Linked DNA regions of Muntiacus reevesi: region 1 is linked to region 2. The links are chromatin contacts, called in public Hi-C maps. All regions are on one chromosome and are shown on one strand. Each heading gives the region's core, a stretch centred on a gene start, on an enhancer-like site or on the middle of the called end of the contact. The rest is flanking DNA. Distances are from core to core; before and after follow the strand shown. Region 1 holds the start of UROD (uroporphyrinogen decarboxylase). Region 2 holds the start of TOE1 (target of EGR1, exonuclease).

Region 1 (6,847 bases), core at 2,641-5,140, 290 kb before region 2:
TGTCCCACCTCCCACCCCAGGTCAGTTCACTCACTCGTCAATGCTCACATCACTCAGCTTCTTCAGGTTGTCCCCTTCACCCCCATAGACCACCACCCGCTTAGGCATAAAGTTGTCATCCGTGGTATCCACCGTGAGTAGTAGCTTCCTGAGGGTTAAGAGGGTGCACATGTGTCTTTATGCTCACAGGTACATGGCTCACCCACCCTGCTGTGCTCAGAGCCCACTCACTTGACAATGGTGCCCTTTTTCATGGTCAGCCGTACCCAGTGCTGGCACTGGGACCCATCGCTCTCCCAGTAGGTGTCTGCGTTGCTGTCTGTCAGGCAGGACACATTGAACTCCTCCTGGGGAGGGTAGAGAGGTGGATAGGCCAGGGAGCACGAGAGACAGCACAGTGGAGCTGAGCTGGAAGTCCATCAGGTAAGGGTGGAGGTGTGGAGGGATTCCAATAGGACTTCCAAGATGGAGGGGGTGGACTGAGTCTGGCCTGTGGGGATTCAGGTTTGGCTGTGGCTTAGAGGTAAGAGTTCTGAATCTAGCAGGATGTTACTACATCTTGCTTGGGGTGGGAGGAGTCCCAGCACCCACCGTGTAGGAGGAAACGTCTATGCTCTCCACATACTGCTTCACGCTACCCAGGTTCTCATCCTCCTTGCCCAGGTGGTCGTACAAGAAGTGGATCAGGTCCTCGTCGCACTCGTAGGTCCACGTCGGGGGCACATAGCTAAGCGACCCCAAGTCCCTAATTAGGTCGGGCCCAGACCTGGAGCTCCTTCCTCCCCAGCCCATCCCAGGTAACTCACAGTAGCCTTTGTACAGCTTCAGCGTATGCCTCGGCCGGCTGAGGCCTTGATCCCAGGCGATGCGAGTATGTCAAGTCCACCACCTGTTCCCATCTGTGCGCACAGAATGGGGCACGGGATATGGAGACCTCAGCAGGCGGCAGAAGACCCTGGAGCCTTCTCCAGCGCTCTGGCTCCTCTAAACCGTGCCTCCAGAAGCCGCACCCCAGCTCCCTTTAGGTCCCGCCCCCTTTGTTGTCAATCCTATCAGATCACACCGCCCGGGCTGTGCCAGTCTAGGGCCTGGCAATCGGCCAGCAAGCCCCACTCCTCCCAGCGCAGGACCTGAGCACCGGGCGGTAGTCCACTCCGAAGAGCTGCTGCTGCCGCTGGAGGTGGTCTGGAGTGTCGATGGGTACCAGGCGGGCCCCGCCCTCGGCCGGGCGGCACACCAGGAGCCAGCCTTCGTCCAGCCCGCAGTCGCCCAGGTGTTCCGTCAGCTGCTCCTGCCGGGACGCGCCAGACGAGGACAGCCGTCAGGGAACTGTCAGCGGCCCGCCCTGCCCAGCCCAGGGCGAAGGGCACCGGACGCTAAATCAGCTCGATATGGGCGAGGGAAGGGGACCACCCAGGGGCTTCCCTGCTCCCGAGGTCTTTTGCACCTTGGTCAACTTCACCCAGAGCCCGTGGCCGTTGCACAGCTCTTCGCCTGTGGTGCGCACGCAGGCACCGCGCCGCAGCTCAATGCTGTCGCGGGCGGCGCGGAGGGGCCCGGAGCCGGTACCGGGGGCCGGGCCCGTGGCTCCCACACGCAGCCCCAGGCCTTCCGCCTCCCACACTGGCAGCAGCACGCGCGACGGTCCCGCCGGGTCCTTGTAAAGCTTGTAGAGCACCTCGCGTGGCACGAAGGCTAGCGCCGCCGGCAGCGGCCGCCCGGCACGGAGGCTCTTCGCTGCCTCCGCCAGAAAGCGCACACGGCCCAGCAGCTGCCGCGGGGACTCTAGCGCCGCGCCCGGGCCCGGGCCAGCCATGGCGATGTGGCCCAGGGAAGCCGGCGGGCGATCCGGGCAGAGGAGCTTCGGCCGAACCAGCAGAAAGAGCTTCCCACCACCTTCAGCCCCGCCCTCGACCAGCCTTCGCCGTAAGTTCTGGACTACGCGCACCTCATATTGCCGCCGTATTGGCCTGTGTACTTGGATATTTAATTCTGTTATCTAGTTCTGTGTCTTCCACTCAGTCAGCCAGACCCAAGTTCCGAAGTTTCTGATCAATCTCCCCACTCCATTCCCATTGCTACTACCACTTTCCCCCATTGCTACTACTCTCCTTTAAGCCACCATCCATCCTATCGAGCCCAAAACGCTACTCCTTCGACCTTCTGGAACTTCCTTGCTCCCAGTGAGTCTCACTACAACCAGCTGAATCTTTAAGAATCTATTAGCTATCTTGTCAGGCTTCCCATCCTAGAAGCAGTGTGACTAAAATGTTTGGGAAAATAATCCCTCCCCAGCCTGGTTGCTGACGGAACTATTGAGCCATTTAGACTTGTTCCTGGTGGTTACTCCTAACCGCAGGACACTGGTGATCATTATCCAGTTTCTCCCAGTAATTCTAAACCAAATGATAGGAAAGGCCAACGTGGGAAGAGAGGAGGCAAAAACAAACAAACAACAAACAAACCAACCATGTACAGAAGTTGTTAGTGATGTACAATCACGGAGGAAAAGGAAACTTAGTCCCTCCCCCACCCTTGTTTATTGAAAAGTTTACTGAGATGTAACTCATACCATATGAAGTGTACAAATTTCAAGTGTACAAATCAGTTTTTAATATATAACATTAATTTTTAATAGTAAAAAACACATATAACAAAATTTGCAATCTTGACCGTTTTTTTAAGTGTACAGTTATCTATTTCCAAAACTTTTTCATCACCCCAAACAGGAAACTCTAATCTTAAGCAATAACTCCTCATTGTCCCCACTCCCTAGTTCCTGGGGACTAATCTACTAAAGCTCTAATCTACTTTCTGCCTCTAAGAATTGGCCTATTCTAGATTATTTCATAAGTGGAACAATACAGTATTTGTCATTTTGTGTCTGTCTTATTTCACTCAGCCTAATGTTACAGCAATGTTGTTGCATGTATCAGAACTTTATTTTTATGGCTGAATAATGTTCCATTGTATAAAGACACTACATTTTGTTTATCCATTCATTTGTTGATGGACACTTGGGTGGAAACTTTGTTTTGATATAGTTATCAAATAAAGGTATCAATAAATAAATAATCCCATGTAATTTTGAGAGTTTTCCATTTTTTTCTCCTTAGTAAATTTGGAACACAGTGCCTCTGTGCTGGTCTCTCCAAGCGCTTTGTATGCTGTCACACTACTACAAGATAAAGTGAATATGTGCACTTAACAAAGGCCTGCATGAGCTGAACTCTGTGGATAGTTCCAGACTATTTAAATCCACTAGCTTGATATTCCATTTTCCATTAAGCCAATTGCTCTTTGGCATTTTCTCTTTGCATATGTTGTTCCCTTTGCTTGGAGTACCCCATTGCTTTCCCCAATTAAATGGAGTCCTTGCTGTTTGCGTCTAGCTTTTCCCCTTTAAAACATTTACCATTGTGATAGCTGATTTCTGTGTTTCCTCATCAGTCTGTAGCTCTGTAAAGAAAGAAAATGCCTCGTTCACCACTGTAACCTCTGCACCTACTATAGTGCCCGCCTCTTTCTAGGTAATATAAATATTATTTCAGTTTCCTGTACAACTTTGTGCTACCACAGTTGTGGCTGGTTGGGCCCAGCATAAAATTATTAGAATCGTGGAGAATGGGAGTGAAAAGTGAGCCTTGGGCCGAGTTTTCTGGGGTTCCCAGAAAGGCAGAGAAGAGCAAACTTTTCACACCATCCGAAGTGTATTTACAACAAAGTTCTTTGGGGAAGTTGGGGCGGGGGTGGGGGTGGGGGGGCGGTGAATGTGTGTTTGTTGCTGCGTCGCTACAGCGGACTTTACGGTGAAGAGACTAGGGGTGGGGTCCTACCGGCAGCAGCTGGGGCAGCCCAGGAGCGGTAGCGGGAGTCTGATCATGTGACCTTCAACATGGCGACTGCCCTGGCTTATCGCTGGAAGGGGCGGAGCCTGGGCAAAGGGCAGGCTCAGATTCAGTCTATAACCGGGACTGTGCTCGCGTTTACGGACAGCTTATCATGGAGGCGAAAGAGTCTAGGTGAGTTCTCTGGGCCACCACGCAGTGTGGCCATAGGGGCTTCTGACCTGAATCTTTCAGCCTAGGAATCTGCTTCTTCCCCAACCCGGAGAACCCAAGTCGCTGGGATTCCAAATCCTCCAACCATGGATTCCTAAAATATTCATCCCAGGGACTACCTAGCTGGACTGCGTACCCCAGACCTTAATTTAGGAGACGCCCCCTGGACTTTCTAATCCTCAACTAAGATCCGTATTTCGGACTTTCATCTCTGATTCCCCCATGACTATCCCCCCGCCTGGAGATTTTTCAGCCCCAAAACCTTCCAGCCCCGGAACTAGCTCACTGGTACCCTTGTTCCAGAGACACCCCTTCCCCCCCCCCCCCCCCAATTCTCCTAAGTGACTTTTCGTTCCCTCAACCCCACTCTCCCAGTCCTTCCAGTGGCTTTGAGCCTGGGGAAACTGGGACTATGCGTAGGGTAAAGGCCCCAGCACCGGCCTTTCTAGTCCTGTACACCACCTGATAGGCAGAGGGCGAAATCGGCGGGGAGGCGCAGCTTGGTAGCTGGTCTGGAGAAGGCAGATAGCCGTGCTGGATGGACCGTATCCGCCTTTAGAACCCGAGCCCTGCCCAACCCCCAGCCTAGTTCACTGAGATCTACCCTTCCCTCCTCCTGATCCCCAGACCTCAGGGTTTCCCGGAGCTTAAGAATGACACCTTCCTTCGAGCAGCCTGGGGAGAAGAAACAGACTACACTCCTGTTTGGTGCATGCGGCAGGCAGGACGCTACTTACCAGGTCAGGGTCAGGGCCTCGGAGTCTAGGTAAAATTCTGGAGAGGGAAAAGTTTTTGAGGGGCAGAGAAGGGCTCTTGGAGGTTCCTCAAGGCTGAGCCCTGCCTTACCTTTTCTGTCTGCAGAGTTTAGGGAAACTCGGGCTGCCCAGGACTTTTTCAGCACCTGTCGCTCCCCAGAAGCCTGCTGTGAACTTACCCTGCAGGTGAGGGGTCAAACAAAAGAGGAGGGATTTAGGCCCTCCGCAGGCCACCTAGCAATCTGTCTTCTGTTCCCTATAGCCACTGCGTCGATTCCCTCTGGATGCTGCCATCATCTTCTCCGACATCCTTGTTGTACCCCAGGTACCTGCTCAGATCTGACTCACAAACGTGTAAAACAGAAAGGACAGTCAAGACTCAAGAAAAGCACTTATCCTTATGGGACAGAGGGAAAAACAGGCTGGAGGAGACGGAGCTTGGCCGAGTTTCATTCTCCTTTTCCTCCTTCCTGGCATGGGTTGAACAGATCTCGTTCTCCAGGAGTTACAGGTTGGGAACCCAGATGTTTTCTCCCCTGCCAGGCACTGGGCATGGAGGTGACCATGGTACCTGGCAAAGGGCCCAGCTTCCCAGAACCATTAAGAGAAGAGCGGGACTTAGAGCGCCTCCGGGATCCAGCAGCAGTGGCCTCTGAGCTGGGCTATGTGTTCCAGGCCATCACTCTCACTCGACAGCAGCTGGCTGGGCGTGTGCCACTGATTGGCTTTGCTGGTGCCCCGGTAATATGGCCCAGGGCAGGGACTTGGGCTAGGAGAAATTACTTTGGCAGGTCTGGGTGAAGACAAGGGAAGAAGTGTCAGTCTGGCTTTTGCCTTTTGCAGTGGACTCTGATGACATACATGGTTGAGGGTGGCGGCTCAAGCACCATGTCTCAGGCCAAGCGCTGGCTTTACCAGAGACCACAAGCCAGTCACCAGCTGCTTCGCATCCTCACTGATGCTCTTGTCCCTTATCTGGTAGGACAAGTGGCTGCTGGTGCCCAGGTAAGACCTGAGGGAGAGACAAATAGCCTGGGCTTAATTTTTAAGGACCAGAAACAATACAGTTCCTTATACCTGAGAAGCTAGGTATCTTAATGCCAGGCACAAAAGAGGCTTGACCTGCAATAATCTGGCTGGAGCAGCTAAGCCCAGACACTGGCAGGGGGGTTAGTACTCTGTTCAAAGATGAAAGCTAGCACTGGGATCTGGAGAAGGCAAAACTCTTTGACTGGAACTGGATTTATAGGTTTCGGCAATCTCAGGGATGAAGTCACTTGGGGAAAATTGAGGCACATTCTACATGTGGGGCCAGATAATTCCTCTTTGTATGTTATGTATTTCATTTATTGTCCCCACCCCGTAATTGTAGGCATTGCAGCTCTTTGAGTCCCATGCAGGGCATCTTGGCCCGCAACTCTTCAGTAAGTTTGCACTGCCCTACATCCGTGACGTGTCCAAGCGAGTGAAGGCCGGGCTGCAGGAGGCAGGCCTGGCACCGGTGCCCATGGTAAGGATGGGGATGAGCTGAGTGAAGGTGGGCTCATGGACCTATCAGGTTAAGTCCTGCATGGAACTAAGTGACCACTAGAGGGCAGCAGAAGTGTGACTAAGGTATATTATTAATAGCCAGCAGAGCAAAGCTCTCTGCAGCCTGAGATTTGCCCTTTCCCCCAGATCATCTTTGCTAAGGATGGACATTTTGCCCTGGAGGAGCTGGCCCAGGCTGGCTATGAGGTGGTTGGGCTTGACTGGACAGTGGCCCCCGAGAAAGCCCGGTGAGTGATGGAAGGTGAGGTGGAGCAGGGAACAGCTGCCATATGTGCAGTCACCAGAACAGGGCACTGACTCTGCTTCCAGGGAACTCGTGGGAAAGACGGTGACCCTGCAGGGCAACCTGGACCCCTGTGCCCTGTATGCATCTGAGGTAACAACCAGGCTCTTGTGTGTGTGTCGGTGACTTTGTCTCTGCACTCTCATGGTTCTGGACATGGTTGTGTTTATTACTATGTGTGTGTTTTCATCATCGGT
Region 2 (7,583 bases), core at 4,891-7,390:
CAGGGTCTGGTCCCAGGGCTCCGTGGGAGGCGCGCACAGCGGGCACTGTCCAGTGTTGGGAGCTGGGAAGAGAGATCCAAGAGCTTCGCTCAGGCCGAGTGGGCTCAGGTGCCAAGCCCAAAGAGCAGGCCTTTGCCCAACTCTGTAGAATGACTCGGTTGCAGGATGAAAGGGAATGAGGCTGCCACAGGCAGCTCCCTGACGGCATAAGGAAGGGCTGGGGCTGCCACTCACCACACTCCTCCACGTCACAACTGCCCGGCAGGCTCTGTGAGGCTGAGAGCTGCTCCCACTCCACCTGAGAGGCACAGACAGGACAGGATGCCATGGGGCAGGGGTCACTCCCAAGGACGCCTGACTGCCTCCCTTCCTTGGGTGGCTCACCCTCTGGCGTGCCCGGCACAGGCTCTGCACAGGACAGTGGCTGCAGAGTGGGTGCTGCGGGGTGCACACTATGGCCCCCAACTCCATGGCTGCTTGGTTAAAGTCCCCTGGCCGGGCTGGGTCCACCAGCTGCTGGGCTAGGCTCCTGCAAGAAGGGACCATTGCTCTGAGCCAAAGACCCTTTGGAGACACCTTTTCTAATCTTCCTCTTTACCCCAGTATCCTACCAGAGGTGCTGGGAGACAAGACTGCTGCTGGGTTCAGCACCTATGGCTCGGACACGGCACAGCACCCGTATGACGTTCCCATCCACCACTCCGGCGGCCTGGCACAGAGGAGTCCGGGAGTCAGCCTGGTCTGGGAGGAAGGTAGGGGGGCATGCCCAATATCGGGGTGGGTGATGGGCTCACCTGGCCAAAGGCTATGGAAGCAATAGCTCCGGCTGTGTACCGCCCTACCCCAGGTAGGAACCGCTGCAGGGTCTCTGCTGTACGTGGCATGTGGCCCCCTAGCTCCTCTACCACCTGATTGGAATGGGAAGGTTCATGGTTACGAGACACTCAAGGTCCTGGGGCTCCCAGACCCCTCATCAACCCCTTACCTTCCGGGCTCCTTCCTGTAGCCACCGGCCTCGAGAGTAATAACCCAGGCCAGCCCAGAGTTGGTTAACTTCCTGTGCGTGGGATCAGAGGTCAGAGGGGTCAGGGATCGGTCCTCAGTAGGCCCCATTCCCCCTACCCTAGGGTGGTTCTCACCTCCAGGGAAGCACTGGCCAGGTCCTGCAGCGTTGGCCACTTCTACAGCCCGAAGGCAGACAAAAAGAAATGAGGCCAAAGGTGAAAGAAGCGGAGGAGGCCTTATTTTATCCCCACCCCCAAGGAGTCATCTGGGGTCTGGACCATGATTGACCCTTCCCCTTGTTCCTGGAAGTCACCTGCATCCATCGAGTATAATAGTTGATCACCGTGGCAACCTGGGTCTGCTGCAGCATGACCTCTGAGACCCACACTGGGGAAGAGGGGCCGGCATGAGGACACTGCTGACCACCCGAGTCTTAGCCCACAGCTCCCAGACCCTAAACGAGGTGGTCTAGGCAAAGCAGCCCTGTTCCAAGGAGATGTACTCACCAGCGTATGCCCGCCTGTCTAGGTCCACCTCACCCTCCACCTGCCAATGCAAACCCAGATGGGCAGTTAGTGTGGAGGGGACTGGGCACCAGCCTCCTATTTCCCCCACCCCCCCACATCCATTGTCCTCCTACCAGCCTTCTCCAGGGTAGGTCCCGCTTCTTTCGGTCATACCAGTCCAGCAAGCTCTCCTGGAAGGCTGTGACCTCGGCCACATCTCTGAATAGATGGTACGGGGAGACAGAGGCCTGCAATAACGCCTTCTGCTGCCTTGCCAGCCCTGCTGGGGTCTCAGAAAACTCAGGGACCGTCCCTGCACAGGATGTGCACCAGAGGCCTGGTTTCAGGCTGTCCACTTAAGGCTCCCCCCACCCCAACCCCTTGCTTGAGCTCAGACCAGGAGGCCCTAGGGTTTTGTAGCCTAAGTCAAGTTTCTAGCCTTTATTTCCCCAGGGTGGTACCCCTGGCTCCTTTGTCTCTGGATCATAATGAAAACCCAAGTTTCTGCCAAACATAATATACACCTGTGGAGGGCTTCCCATTCACAGAACACTTTCGGGTTGATAAATTCATTGGATCCCATGAAAACCAAGTGAGGAAGAAAATGCACAGACTACTGCTCCATGTCACTGATAAAAAGCATCTATTCAGAGCAATTATCCCAAAGTCACAGAGCAAAGTCAGAATTAGATCCTTAATTAGTCCCTTAATGACTTGATACATACCATGCTCTCTTCCCAGTCTGAATTTGCCCCCTTTCACAGCCAATTAAACCAGCCCCTGAGTCTGATTAGGACCCAGATCCTCACCACTGGGGGCAGACAGCTTGGACTGGCTGCTGCTGAAGGCACGTTTCTTCTTTCCCTCCTGGCTGGATGCCTGCTTCCTGCGACCACTTCGATTCCCCACAGCTGCTCGTGGCTTCTTCATGATCAGCTAGAACAGAATGGCCCAGCCAAAGTGTGTCAGTCACCATGAGGCTGAATCTTAGGGTCCTGTAGAGGGTAAAGCTACCTCCCTCCCCACACCATTCATGTAAAGTGTCTAGCTTTTCTCAAGCACTCCCCAGATGCTCACAGGCTTACTCTTGGCTGGCTGTGGTACTGAGGTATGACCAGTAGGGCTGAACTTCTGCAAGTGGCCTTAGTGGGACCAGCATTAGTATACACCTGGAGACATAAATAAGAGGCCAGAGCTGGGCTGAGTCAAAGACTAAAGCCTCCTGTGCAGGAGCATCTGCGTATCGCTGGGAGCTCAGGTGTAAGAGGTTAATCTCCTTAGGGATGTAGCACATTTACATTGAAACAGCCTTTTTTTTTTTTTTTAATTGGAGGCTTATTACTTTACAATATTGTAGTGGTTTTTGCCATACACTGACATGAATCAGCCATGGCTTGATTCCCCATCCTGTGCTCCCCATCCTGAACCCCCCCCACCTCCCTCTCCATCCCATCCCTCTGGGTCATCTCAGTGCACCAGCCCTGAGCACTTGTCTCATGCATCAAACCTGGACTGGCTATCTGTGAAACAGCTTGAGTAATCATCAAGTCTAAACCTTCATCCTATACAAAGGAGAAACCTCAGTGATGATTTTAAAAATAAAAGGCAAAGGGAAAAAAAACAGAGAAACTAAGGATCAGAGAGGGTAAAAGATTTGCCTGAAAGCAGATGGCAAGTTGGGAAGAGGGGGAAATGAGCTATTTTTATTTCTAATCTTCTCCTGATTTAGTAAATCACAGCTGCCTATCCACTAGTAATGAGAAAACATCTGGTTGATCTTCACTGCGCCCTAACTGTTCTGGCTGCTGATTTTACCTTTTATCTAACAGCTAAGTTAGTGAGTGTTATACATACCAGACCCAATGTAAATGCTTTACCAGATTTCTTACTCAGTCACTTAACAATCTCATGAGGTATGTTCTAGGATTACCTTCATTTCAGTTATAAGGAAGTTGAGGCTTATAATTAAGCAACTTTTTGATTCAAACTCCAAAGGTCTGTCTACAGAGCTATACCTGGCTATACTGCAGTCTCTGCTGAAACTCTGGTTCAAACTCTCTCCTCAAACTTTTGCTTCACACCTCATTTTCTTTTTTTTTTTAACTGAAAGATAATTACTTTACAGAATTTTGCTGTTCTCTGTCAAACCTCAACATGAATCAGCCATAGGTATACATATATCCCCCCCTTTTGAAACTCCCTTCCCGTCCCACCCCTCTAGGTTGATACAGAGCCCCTGTTTGAGTTTCCTGAGCCAAACAGCAAATTCCTGCTGGCTATCTATTTTACATATGGTAATATAAGTTTCCATGTTACTCTTTCCATACATCTCACCCTCTCCTCCCCTCTCCCCATGTCTATAAGTCTATTCTCTATGTCTGATTCTCCACTGTTGCTCTGTAAATAAATTCTTCAGTACCATTTTTCTAGATTTTGTATATATGTGTTAGAATACAGTATTTATCTTTCTCTTTCTGACTCACTTCACTCTGTATAATAGGTTCTAGGTTCATCCATCTCATTAGAACTGACTCAAACGTGTTCCTTTTTATGGCTGAGTAATATTCCATTGTGTATATATACCACAACTTCTTTATCCATTTATCTGTTGATGGACATCTAGGCTGCTTCCATGTTCTAGCTAGGCTTCACACCTCATTTTCATCAAAAGAACTTGCTTCCGCCTTCAGAAAAAAGAACCAATGCATAAACTTCCCTCCATCTGCATTTTCCTTCTCCCTTATCCAATCATATGGAGGAATGTTTTCTCCTCCTCTTCCAATTCCATCCATAAGACACACACGCTTCCTAGCAAAACTTTCTTAGCCAAACTCACTGATTTCCATAATTACTAATGGAGTGCCTACTATGTGCCAAGCAGTTTTAGGTACTTGGAATACTTCAATAAATAAAATATCAAAGGTTTGGGCCTTCACAGAGTTTATGGGATTGACAAAAAACAATGTACAAAATCAGCCAATTATATAGGATGTTAGGTGATAAAAACTAGCATAAACAGTCAAAGTAGACTTGTAAAGGGGATAAGAAGTAAGTGAGGGTGGTGGAATGTTGCAATGTTAAAAGAACATGGTCAAGGTGGGCCTTGTTAGAGCAATGTTTGACCAATGACTTTAAGCAGTTAAAGGAGTTACCCATATGGATGACTACCTGTGGGAAAGGCATCCTGAGAAGCTAGTGCAAAGGCCCTAAGCAGGGTACCTGGTGTGTTTGTAGAATGAGGAAGTCAGTGTGGTTAGAAACTGAATAAGGAAGGGGTGAGCAGCAGGTGAGGTCAAAGAGGTAAAGAAAGGGAAAGTGAAAGTCACTCAGTCGTTTCCGACTTTGTGACTGTAGCCCTCCAGGCTCTTCTATCCATGAGCTTCTCTAGGCAAGAATACTGGAGTTTGCTGCCATTTCAAACAAGGTGGGGGGAATAGGATTACAAAGTACCTTGTAGGCCACCAGAGGACTTTGGCTGTCACACCCATTGCTCTCAGGAGCCAATCCTCTTAATGTATCTTTGTAGGATACAAACAGCTCAACCTGCCTCATCCCCTCACCCACTGTGCTCCAGCCATGTTTGCCTGAAATAGTTGCAAATTCCCAAAGTGTCTGTCCACCTTGAGGCCTCACCTAGTTCATTTCCTCTGCTTGGACAGCTCTTCTGTTTTACCTAAGGTTTATTCACTCTTCAGGTCTTGACTTAAATGTTCAAATCAGATCCCTCCAGTCTTACCCACTTCTGTACTTCTCCATTGTTGCTCTTATACCAATCATAATTTCATGTTTATTTGTGAGCAGATCAGTGTCTGCTTTCCTCACTTAACTGTAAAATTCCATGAAAAGAAACTTGGGTGTCTTTTGTTGACACTGTTGTGCAGAGCACAGTGCCAGGCAAACTGCATAAAAAGTACCCCTTCTTTCCAGAATGGGAGAAATCCAAACAATTCAGAATGATGATGAAAAGATTCAATAGAGAGAAAGGATGAACTGGAAACAGCAAATAATCAGAGAGAGAAAAGGTTCAGAGTCCTTGGTGGAAACTAGAGCTCTTGGGAAAGTTCTGGTCCACGGTAGGGGCAACTCTCAGTAGCAGAAAATCAAATCCAAAACCTCTCAGGAGTAACTATAACTCCTAACTGCTTACACGCTGTCACTGCTGGAGCCTAATTCTAGTCGTCATCACGCGCGTCTATTGTTTCAAAAGTGTCCCTTTCACCCTCCTCAGCCTCATCTCCTGCCCGCTCCCCGCTCCTTTCACTTGCTGGAATGCAATGAGCTCTCCACCCTCCCTAGGAGCTTGCCTTTTCCCAAATCTTTTTTCCCCCACACTCTTTAGTCTGCATAACTTATACGCTTGCTTTAAGCTTAGCTCAGGTATCATCTCATCCTCTACAGACATAAAACCCCCAACCCCCACCCCTGGGCAGAGTCGATGAAGACAGCGTAACGCGAAAGCCTGCGTTCCCGCCGGGTCGCACGGGAAGAAGGAATTACCTCCCGCGTGATTTCCCGCGCCAAGCTCACCGACGAACTCCAGGGGGCGTGGCCCCGGCCAATTTTGGCGGCGAGCCGAACCACGCCGGCCAATACGCTTCCAGCGCGCGCCAGGCTGCCTCCTCCGCGCCAGACCCAGGCGACCTTAAAGGAAGTCCTAACGTTCGGCGATTCTTGGCGTGAGACCCCGCCCCATCCCCGACTGCAGGAACCGAGAGAGGAGACGAAGCGGAAGTCCCCCGTGCCCAGTGACTATACTGGCGAGGGACCCGCGGTGTCATGGCCGCCGACAGTGACGATGGCGCAGCCTCAGCTCCCGCGGTCTCAGACGGTGAGTGGCTTTCCCAGGGGCCGTTTTCAAAGCCTGTGCGCTCCGCGGTAGCGGAGGCCCACGGACTCGTAGTTCTAAGAAGCAGGCCTCAAGTTTCAGAGGACTAGCGCCTTCCTTTTGAATCAGCCACGAGGAGACTACATGTCCCGGTGTGCACCGCGGTTCCGCCTCCAAAAGCCTGGAGTGTTGGCAGGATAGTTAGGACTCGTGGGGGCATGTCGGGAGATGTAGTCTGGGGTTTATAGCTCTGTTAATTGGGGGAGGTTGGGAGTTGTGGTCCACAGGAAGTAGGACGGATTGGGGCGTTATTTATTAGGCTCTGGCGCGTACTGGCTACTGCCACTTGTGGCTATGAGGAACCATGGGAACGGTTACAGAGCGTTGTGGGATTTTAAAGGGCCTGAAGACCTCAAGCCTTACAAAATATTTCCTGCAGGATATGGGGAAAAGGAACCTCAACAGATTGTCTAGTTCAGCCTTCCTCTTTTACAGGTTTTGATGCTAAGGGGAAAATTTTTCCCAGAATTTTACATCGGCCACTGGAAGACCCAAGCTTTCTCTCCCCAAATTCAGGGCATTGTTCACTCCAATCCTGTTTATAAAGCATATGCAATATAACGCTTGACGGGAAAGCTGCCCCTACCCCCAGCCATGGCCTAGCTTGGTGTCTGTTCCCTTGGGCTCTTTCCTGAGTGTTAATGTCCATCACCCTTCTTATCTCCAGATGGTGTCAGCCAAAGCACAAAATCTGGGGAGGAGCTAGTAGTCCAGGTTCCCGTGGTGGATGTGCAAAGTGACAACTTCAAGGAGATGTGGCCATCCCTCCTCCTGGCTATAAAGACGGCTAACTTTGTGGCTGTGGACACGGTTAGAGCTGGGGAACTGGGAGAGCAGGTGGTGGTGAAAGGGCTGGTACTGCAGAACCTAACACAGCTCTCCCTTTACTGATCCACAGGAACTGAGTGGGCTTGGGGACAGGAAGTGTTTGCTGAACCAGTAAGTATAAGCCCTGATCTCTTTAGTCCTAGCCTTGCCAAGAAGGGCAGACCTCAACCCTGGAGTGGAGGTCACAGCCTTGGGTGGTTTGGGTCTTTCATGAAGCTAACTCCCAGCCACAGCCACCCCCAAACCCAACCCCAAGGTGCATCGAGGAACGTTACAAGGCCGTGTGTCATGCTGCCAGGACCCGTTCCATCCTCTCCCTGGGCCTCGCCTGCTTCAAGCAGCAGCCAGACAAGGTATGG

Evidence for each region. A called contact is a pair of places that touch in the nucleus more often than the background predicts.
Region 1: a Hi-C map of muscle shows a contact between it and region 2, with 5 times the contacts expected there. The contact joins the promoter of UROD here to the promoter of TOE1 in region 2. A contact is called at or near these places in 2 of 3 Hi-C or Micro-C datasets (blood and muscle).

The regions. Positions count from the first base shown.
Region 1 is chr1:159,791,366-159,798,212 of mMunRee1.1, reverse strand. UROD (uroporphyrinogen decarboxylase) reads left to right here and starts at 3,890. Exons shown (of 10, transcript XM_065929389.1): 1 at 3,890-4,022; 2 at 4,689-4,801; 3 at 4,923-5,002; 4 at 5,079-5,141; 5 at 5,360-5,557; 6 at 5,660-5,821; 7 at 6,189-6,326; 8 at 6,494-6,594; 9 at 6,677-6,743. The coding sequence starts at 4,003. HECTD3 (HECT domain E3 ubiquitin protein ligase 3) reads right to left here and starts at 2,998. Exons shown (of 21, transcript XM_065914226.1): 1 at 1,448-2,998; 2 at 1,131-1,291; 3 at 807-899; 4 at 592-727; 5 at 232-347; 6 at 35-148. The coding sequence starts at 1,816.
Region 2 is chr1:159,505,064-159,512,646 of mMunRee1.1, reverse strand. TOE1 (target of EGR1, exonuclease) reads left to right here and starts at 6,140. Exons shown (of 8, transcript XM_065914167.1): 1 at 6,140-6,339; 2 at 7,064-7,206; 3 at 7,295-7,335; 4 at 7,481-7,577. The coding sequence starts at 6,288. It overlaps MUTYH (mutY DNA glycosylase), which reads right to left and starts at 6,177. Exons shown (of 16, transcript XM_065914135.1): 1 at 6,039-6,177; 2 at 2,321-2,447; 3 at 1,646-1,824; 4 at 1,512-1,551; 5 at 1,319-1,392; 6 at 1,140-1,181; 7 at 986-1,057; 8 at 795-908; 9 at 612-709; 10 at 385-529; 11 at 235-298; 12 at 1-62. The coding sequence starts at 2,441.